Linked DNA regions of Mus musculus: region 2 is linked to region 1. Evidence: chromatin contacts called from public Micro-C data. All regions are on one chromosome and are shown on one strand. The core of a region is the stretch at or near the end of the contact, and the rest is flanking DNA. Distances in the headings are between cores, read along the strand shown. Region 1 overlaps Crocc2 (ciliary rootlet coiled-coil, rootletin family member 2). Region 2 holds the start of Sned1 (sushi, nidogen and EGF-like domains 1).

What was found. Hi-C and Micro-C count contacts between places; a contact is called where the count stands out from the background.
Region 2: a contact with region 1 is called in a Micro-C map of embryonic stem cells, with 2.5 times the contacts expected there. The contact joins the promoter of Sned1 here to the enhancer-like site in region 1. A contact is called at or near these places in 6 of 39 promoter capture datasets (3T3-L1-derived adipocytes, HPC-7-derived erythroid cells, cranial neural crest and 3 more), 2 of 15 datasets of contacts at CTCF or cohesin (CD8 T cells and the NIH/3T3 cell line), 19 of 484 Hi-C or Micro-C datasets (the NIH/3T3 cell line, the Patski cell line, bone marrow-derived macrophages and 7 more), 17 of 115 datasets of contacts at active chromatin or transcription factors (craniofacial prominence, embryonic fibroblasts, embryonic limb bud and 8 more) and 4 of 9 other capture datasets (adipose tissue, embryonic stem cells, liver and 1 more).

What each region holds. Positions count from the first base shown.
Region 1 is chr1:93,196,790-93,199,523 of GRCm38.p6, reverse strand. It overlaps Crocc2 (ciliary rootlet coiled-coil, rootletin family member 2), which reads right to left. Exons shown (of 32, transcript NM_001310428.1): 16 at 864-1,057. Among named protein-coding and RNA genes, the nearest start is that of Crocc2, 30 kb to the right of the region's middle. Within about 2 kb of position 1,398, at least 8 of the 459 cell types and tissues checked have an H3K27ac peak or open chromatin away from gene starts, as enhancers often do. A contact at or near this core is called in embryonic stem cells and stem cell-derived epiblast-like cells, where this site is marked.
Region 2 is chr1:93,234,582-93,237,391 of GRCm38.p6, reverse strand. It overlaps Sned1 (sushi, nidogen and EGF-like domains 1), which reads right to left and starts at 1,495. Exons shown (of 31, transcript NM_172463.4): 1 at 1,191-1,495. The coding sequence starts at 1,403.

The DNA of each region.
Region 1 (2,734 bases), core at 149-2,648:
TATGTTTCCGGGACCCAGGACCCCTCTGCTCCCATTCACCTGGGAAGCCTCCTCCAAATTTGCCTCTGGGATGTGTGCACCAGCTTTTATTAAGAGAGGGCTGTCATGAGCAGTGGAAGGTCTGGGTCCTTCTAGTTCCCCACGGCCCTAGCATCTGGAGTTCTAGAGGAGACTCTTCCAGGAAGCCCTTCAGGACTGAGAAGGCTTTGAGGAGAAAAGGCACCAGCTAGCCTTGGGTCTCTGCAGAGGCAATGGGACCAGCCTAAGCTACGCCTCCATGGGCACATTTCCAGTTTTGGTTGTTGCCCTGTTGGTTATGAGGATTCCCCTACTTCCATGTCCGGACCATGGGTGGACCCTACTCTAGATTGCACAGCTACATGCCTCTGGCTCCCAGGACTGCTAGGAAACATCTGCTAGACAGAAATTTCAGATGGACTCTCTTGTTACCTCTAGGTGTCTCCCTGGGAATGAAATCTCAGAGCCACACAGCAGAGGGAAAGGGGTCCTTGAAGTGGTAGAAGCTCTGGAAACAGTCAACCTGAAGCTCCACCCCAAACTCATATTCTTAAGGAAGAAATTGCGTATCTTTCTTTTACTGGTCTGATCTGGGTTTCTGGGTTTCTGGTTTGACAGGGTTGTCCCCCGTCTTCAGGAAGGTGACCCCAGGGCACCTCATCTAATACCGAACCACCTTACAGGCACAATGTTTTTTCTCTACACACCCCATACCATATTCCCACAGCAGACACACCCTGCCCTATGTCACTGTGCCTATATAGTACCTCTGCAGTCATAACACCATGGGCTGTCTGAGGGCAGGATCATGAGAAGTGCGCCCTGGTGAGTGGTTGCACTGGTACCTCAGATCAGCTGCCTCCTTAGTCACAAGCTCGCTATGTCTCTCCAAGGCTTCCTGCTTAGCCAGTAGTTGGGCCCGCTCCTCAGACAGTGTGTTCTTCTCATGGAGGGCTTCTTGCAGAATGTCCATCTGGGCCTCCTGGTCCTGCAGGCTCTGTGCCAGCTGCTTCTCTAGGGCCTGTTTCTTGTTTGTGACCTAGGGGAGGAAAGAGGGACCGTGTGCCACAGAGAGAGGGGTGGGGAAGGCTGCCTGGTATGGACTTTTGAGACCTCGAGGTCCACTTCCAGTAACACACTTCCTCCAAGAAGGCTACACCTCCTAATCCTTCTAATCTTTTCAAAGAGCTCCACTCACTGGAGGCTAAGCATTCAAATATATGAGCCTAAGGGGGGATATCCTCACTCAAACCATTTAATCTGTCAGTTGTTTTATCACAGTGCCTGGAAAGTAACTCATCCAGCAAGGCAGCCCAAACATGAGAGTGCCTTTGAAGCAGGGCCTGGACAGGTAAAGACAGGCTTGAAAGACAGCAAGTGCGCATTTCCACTCTGCCACACACTCCAGTCAAGTCAGCTTGACAGGCTGTGAAGCCTTAAAGCCACTTACAAGGCAGAGAGTTTCAAGGAAGCTCACCTCCTGGAGTTTTAGTGTTCTCATACTCATACTCTATTCCCGAGTTAGTCTGGTGTATGGATCTACGAGCTCTCTTTTAATATTTTATTATAAATGCCTTTAAAGATTAAATTCTGTTATAGTGTTCCAAGGTCCCAGTAGCCTGCAAGCTTGAAATCGGAGCTTGAAATCCGGCAGGAATGCAGAAAGGAAGTTACCTATTCAGTTACTAATTAAGCATTACAATAGACAGAGCCAGTGGCTCAGCTGGTCTGCAGAAAGAGCCAGGGAATCTTACTGAGATAGAAATCTTCAGTACAGGCTACATTGCATATTAAAAGCAAGTTGGTATATTCTTCTGTAGACCCAGGAAATAGGTGTTGGGGTATTGCAGTATTCATGATAAGATCTGCCAGTGCAGAACCCCTGGTGGTGGGTTTTACAATAGACTAGTTTGCACCTGGCTCCCTTCTTTTGCGGCAGCAGCCTGGTCCCCACCTTCTTTTGATGTATACATTCCTTTTGTATTGCGTCACTGTAACTTGGTGTATTGTATTTTGCCTGGTTTCTTGTTATTCCTTTGGTATAAAAAGTTTGATGCTCGACCTGACACAATACATTCAGATTCTACACAATCTCTCCTGTTGGTCTGTCTGTCATTTCCTCTGACACTTTGCCCACCTGCCCCAGAGACCCGTTCCACACAGACAAAGGGATCCAGAGGGTCTGCGGCACCACTCCATCCCGCACACCTGTGATTTTCACACTCTGGTGATATTGGAGTCACCCAGAGGCTGACTCAAAGTCTTTCTGGGCGAGTGTCTGACTCAGTGAATCTTAGATGAGCAAAAGGACTTGTGTTGTAACATATTTAAAGATCCATGTGACATTGATATGAAATGGACTGAAGACCTCAGCTAAGGCCACGTGAAAACACGGAAGGCTAACTCTTTGTCCTTGGGCTAGGTAAACCACAGGTTCTAGGAAATATGGATCATAAGATTTTTTAAAAAGTCTGGCAAGGTTGTTTAGTGCATATAATCCCAGAAGCTGGGAAAGTTAAGGCAGGAGGGTTGCTACAAGCTTGAGGCCAGTGTGGGCTACACCGTGAGTTCTAGGCTACTGCCTCAAAAGCAAAGCAAACCAAACAAAACTAATGAGTCCACCACAGCAACATAGACAATGATTAAGAATGTAAAAGAAATTTGACAAAATTAAAGTTGTATATTTTGCAAAAAGTACTGTTAAGAAAACAGAAAG
Region 2 (2,810 bases), core at 246-2,745, 38 kb before region 1:
GAGTTGGCACAGGGAAGTCAGCCACCAGGTTGTGACACAGTGGTGGACTGTGTGATGTTTGTCACTGTGGGGTACAGGGTTCTGGAGATGGTGGTGGCGGTGAATAGGCCCCGTGGACAGTGGTGGCCAGGAGGATGGCAATGCAGACCACGTGGCTGGTGATGGAGGCAGTGTTCAAGATGGTAGGGATGACAGTATGGCGGCTGAAGGCAGCAGTGCTTATGGCGGAGGTGAGTGTGCCAGTGGAGGCGGTGATAGTGGATGTGGTGGCACTAATGGCAAAATCATTGGTAGAGCTAATGGTGATTGGTGTTGGATTCGGCAGAGGGTGTGTGAGAAGATGGTGCTTTAACTATAGACTACGTTGGCTCTGGCGTTTCTAAGTGGATTTGAGTAATTCAGGAGGCTCATTTCACTACAGATCATCCCTTTGTGCACAGGTGACTGGCGCAGGGTCAGACCCTGAGAACATGGAGGCTGGCACTCAGGTTCTGCAATCCACTGAGACCTCTCCAGCATTCGTGTCTGGGGCTGGAGTGAGGAATTACCCTTGGGAGCCCTGTTTAGAGGGTCTGATCTTGGTGGCCAACCTCCAGGGGACTAAGATGGGGAGGGGAAGGGGTAAGCCCCTCTACACTGCCCCTAGCTGCCAGCCCTGCCCAGCGCAGGTCTCCTGCAACTAAGCAAATCATGCCCGAATTCCTTCTGGCTGTGGGCCTTGGGTGTTAACTGTGGGTGAGGTTGAAATGGCTTAGAGAGGGCTGAGACCATCACAAGCCAGATACCCCACTAGGGTAACTGTGGCCAGAGGCCATGTGCCTACTACCACATAGCTCACTGTGAAGGAACAGGATCGAAGGCTCCCCACTAGGCACTGGGGGACCCGCAGCTCTGCGGAAGCCTGTCGAACTCTGCCAACGTCCCAAACAGGTCGGGCCTTGAGCAGCAGGGGCGCGCCGCGTTCCGCTGGCCTGGCTGTCGCCTAGGTGCCCTGGCGGTTGCTCGCCCCGCCCTGCCCACGCCTCTCCCGCCAGTCGCTGTCCGGCCTTGGCCGCGGGAGAGAGGAAGCGCTGTCCTCATTCCACCTCTGGCTGCCGCGGTGCCAAGTTGCTGGCGGCGGCAGCGGCAAGAGTTGGGGTGGAGGGCAGCGGCGCCCTCCCCGGAGCCCCCTCGAGCTCGGGGTTACTCACGTAGAGTCCGGAGTGCTCGGCGCCGAAGAACGGAAAGGGCACCGAGAGTGGTTGCAGCCCTGAGCCGCCGTCGTCCTGCTTCGGGGTGACGGTGTCGCCGCGCTTCGTGCCGAACGGGTAGAAGTCGGCGAGGGCCACGGCAGCGCGCACCCCGCGCGTCCCGAGCCCCAGGGCTGCGGCCAGCAGCAGCGCCCAGGCGGCGCCGAGGCGCATCGCCGGGATCTGAGGGCGGGCCACGGGGCTCGGGCAGGTGGCTGCAGTCACCGCACGACCGACTGGCCGCACAGTTCCCTTCCGCTAGCTCGCGTCGCACTCCGGAGACCCGCGCAGCTTAGGAAGGCGTGAGGCACGACTGCGGACCGCCTGCCTAACGCGGGGACCGGGGTTTAAATAGCCTGCCCAGCCGGCCACTCGGGAGGGGCGGGGAGAGGCGGGGTCATGCAAATAGTGGCATTTTTAACTTGCTGGTCCGCGGAGTGGGAGGGTGCGGGAGCGGAGCGTAGCTCCCAGGCCCTTCTGTGTCGAGGCTCATTAAAGCCGAACTAGTACTGGGTTGGCTCCACCTCCAAACCGAGGCCCTTTTGCTCTCTTGCATTTGGGCTATGTTGAGGTGAGGACTTACAGTCTCCTGTCACCAGCTTAAGGCCTGCCCACAGGAGGAGCGTGGGCAAACCCAGCAGTTCTGAAGCTGACTTGTTGCCCTAAGGCCTGATTTTGAACAGGCTTCCTGTGTGTCCTCTGGGGTCCCTGTCAGGCCAGAGCATCTGGCTTTTCCTGACAGAATGCCAGTCTGGGCCACTTCTCCCTACAACACTTACACAAACCTTGCGTGGCCACACCCCAGCCCTAAGTTAGGACATCAACTTTCAGAACCAGCTGAAACCTGTCCTAGGGTCTATTCCTTTTCTGGTTTCACTGAGGATGAACCTTGGGTCTGGGAGACTCGAAGACTTACTTAGCTTTCTCTCGTGTAAGGACTTTCCCCTATGGGATCAGTCATGCAGCACAGCTGGACAATGTTAGGGAAACCTGCGGGGTAGGCTGGTCACCCAGGCCCTGGGGGCAAGTTAGTTGCTGTGGCTCCTTAACCTTTCTCGATCTTCTTAAGAATTGCTTTGTAAGTGGCTGTCCTGCCTCAGGGGTGCAACCTGGTCTTTTTCTGTGTCCCCTTGGCGCCTCTTGGGGGCCTCAGTTCTCACCACCTTGTCTGCACCCAGATCCTACTGTTGGATAATGTGACTATAAGCCAAGTCTGGGATCCCCAAAGACAAGATGCTGCCTCTCAAAGAGAAGCAAGGAAGAAAAAGAAAAGCTACAGAAGTAGCAGCAGCTGCCCCGGAGATTCTGGTTTGTGCTGGCTTTGCATTTTTCTGGATTTCCCAAAATCTCTCTAACAAGCATGTGCTGTGTCTCAGTTCCACAAGGGACATTGCATATTATTTTTCAAGTATAGCAGAGAGTTCTCCGTGTGTCAGTCAGGGGTACCTAGCTTACACAGATCCTGTTCTTAGCAGACTCACCACTGTGATACGCCCAACCCTCAGCGTCGGGGACCAGGCACCAAATTTAAGGAGACCATTTTTGTTTGCACTGACCACGTCTACCCCACACCTGGTACAT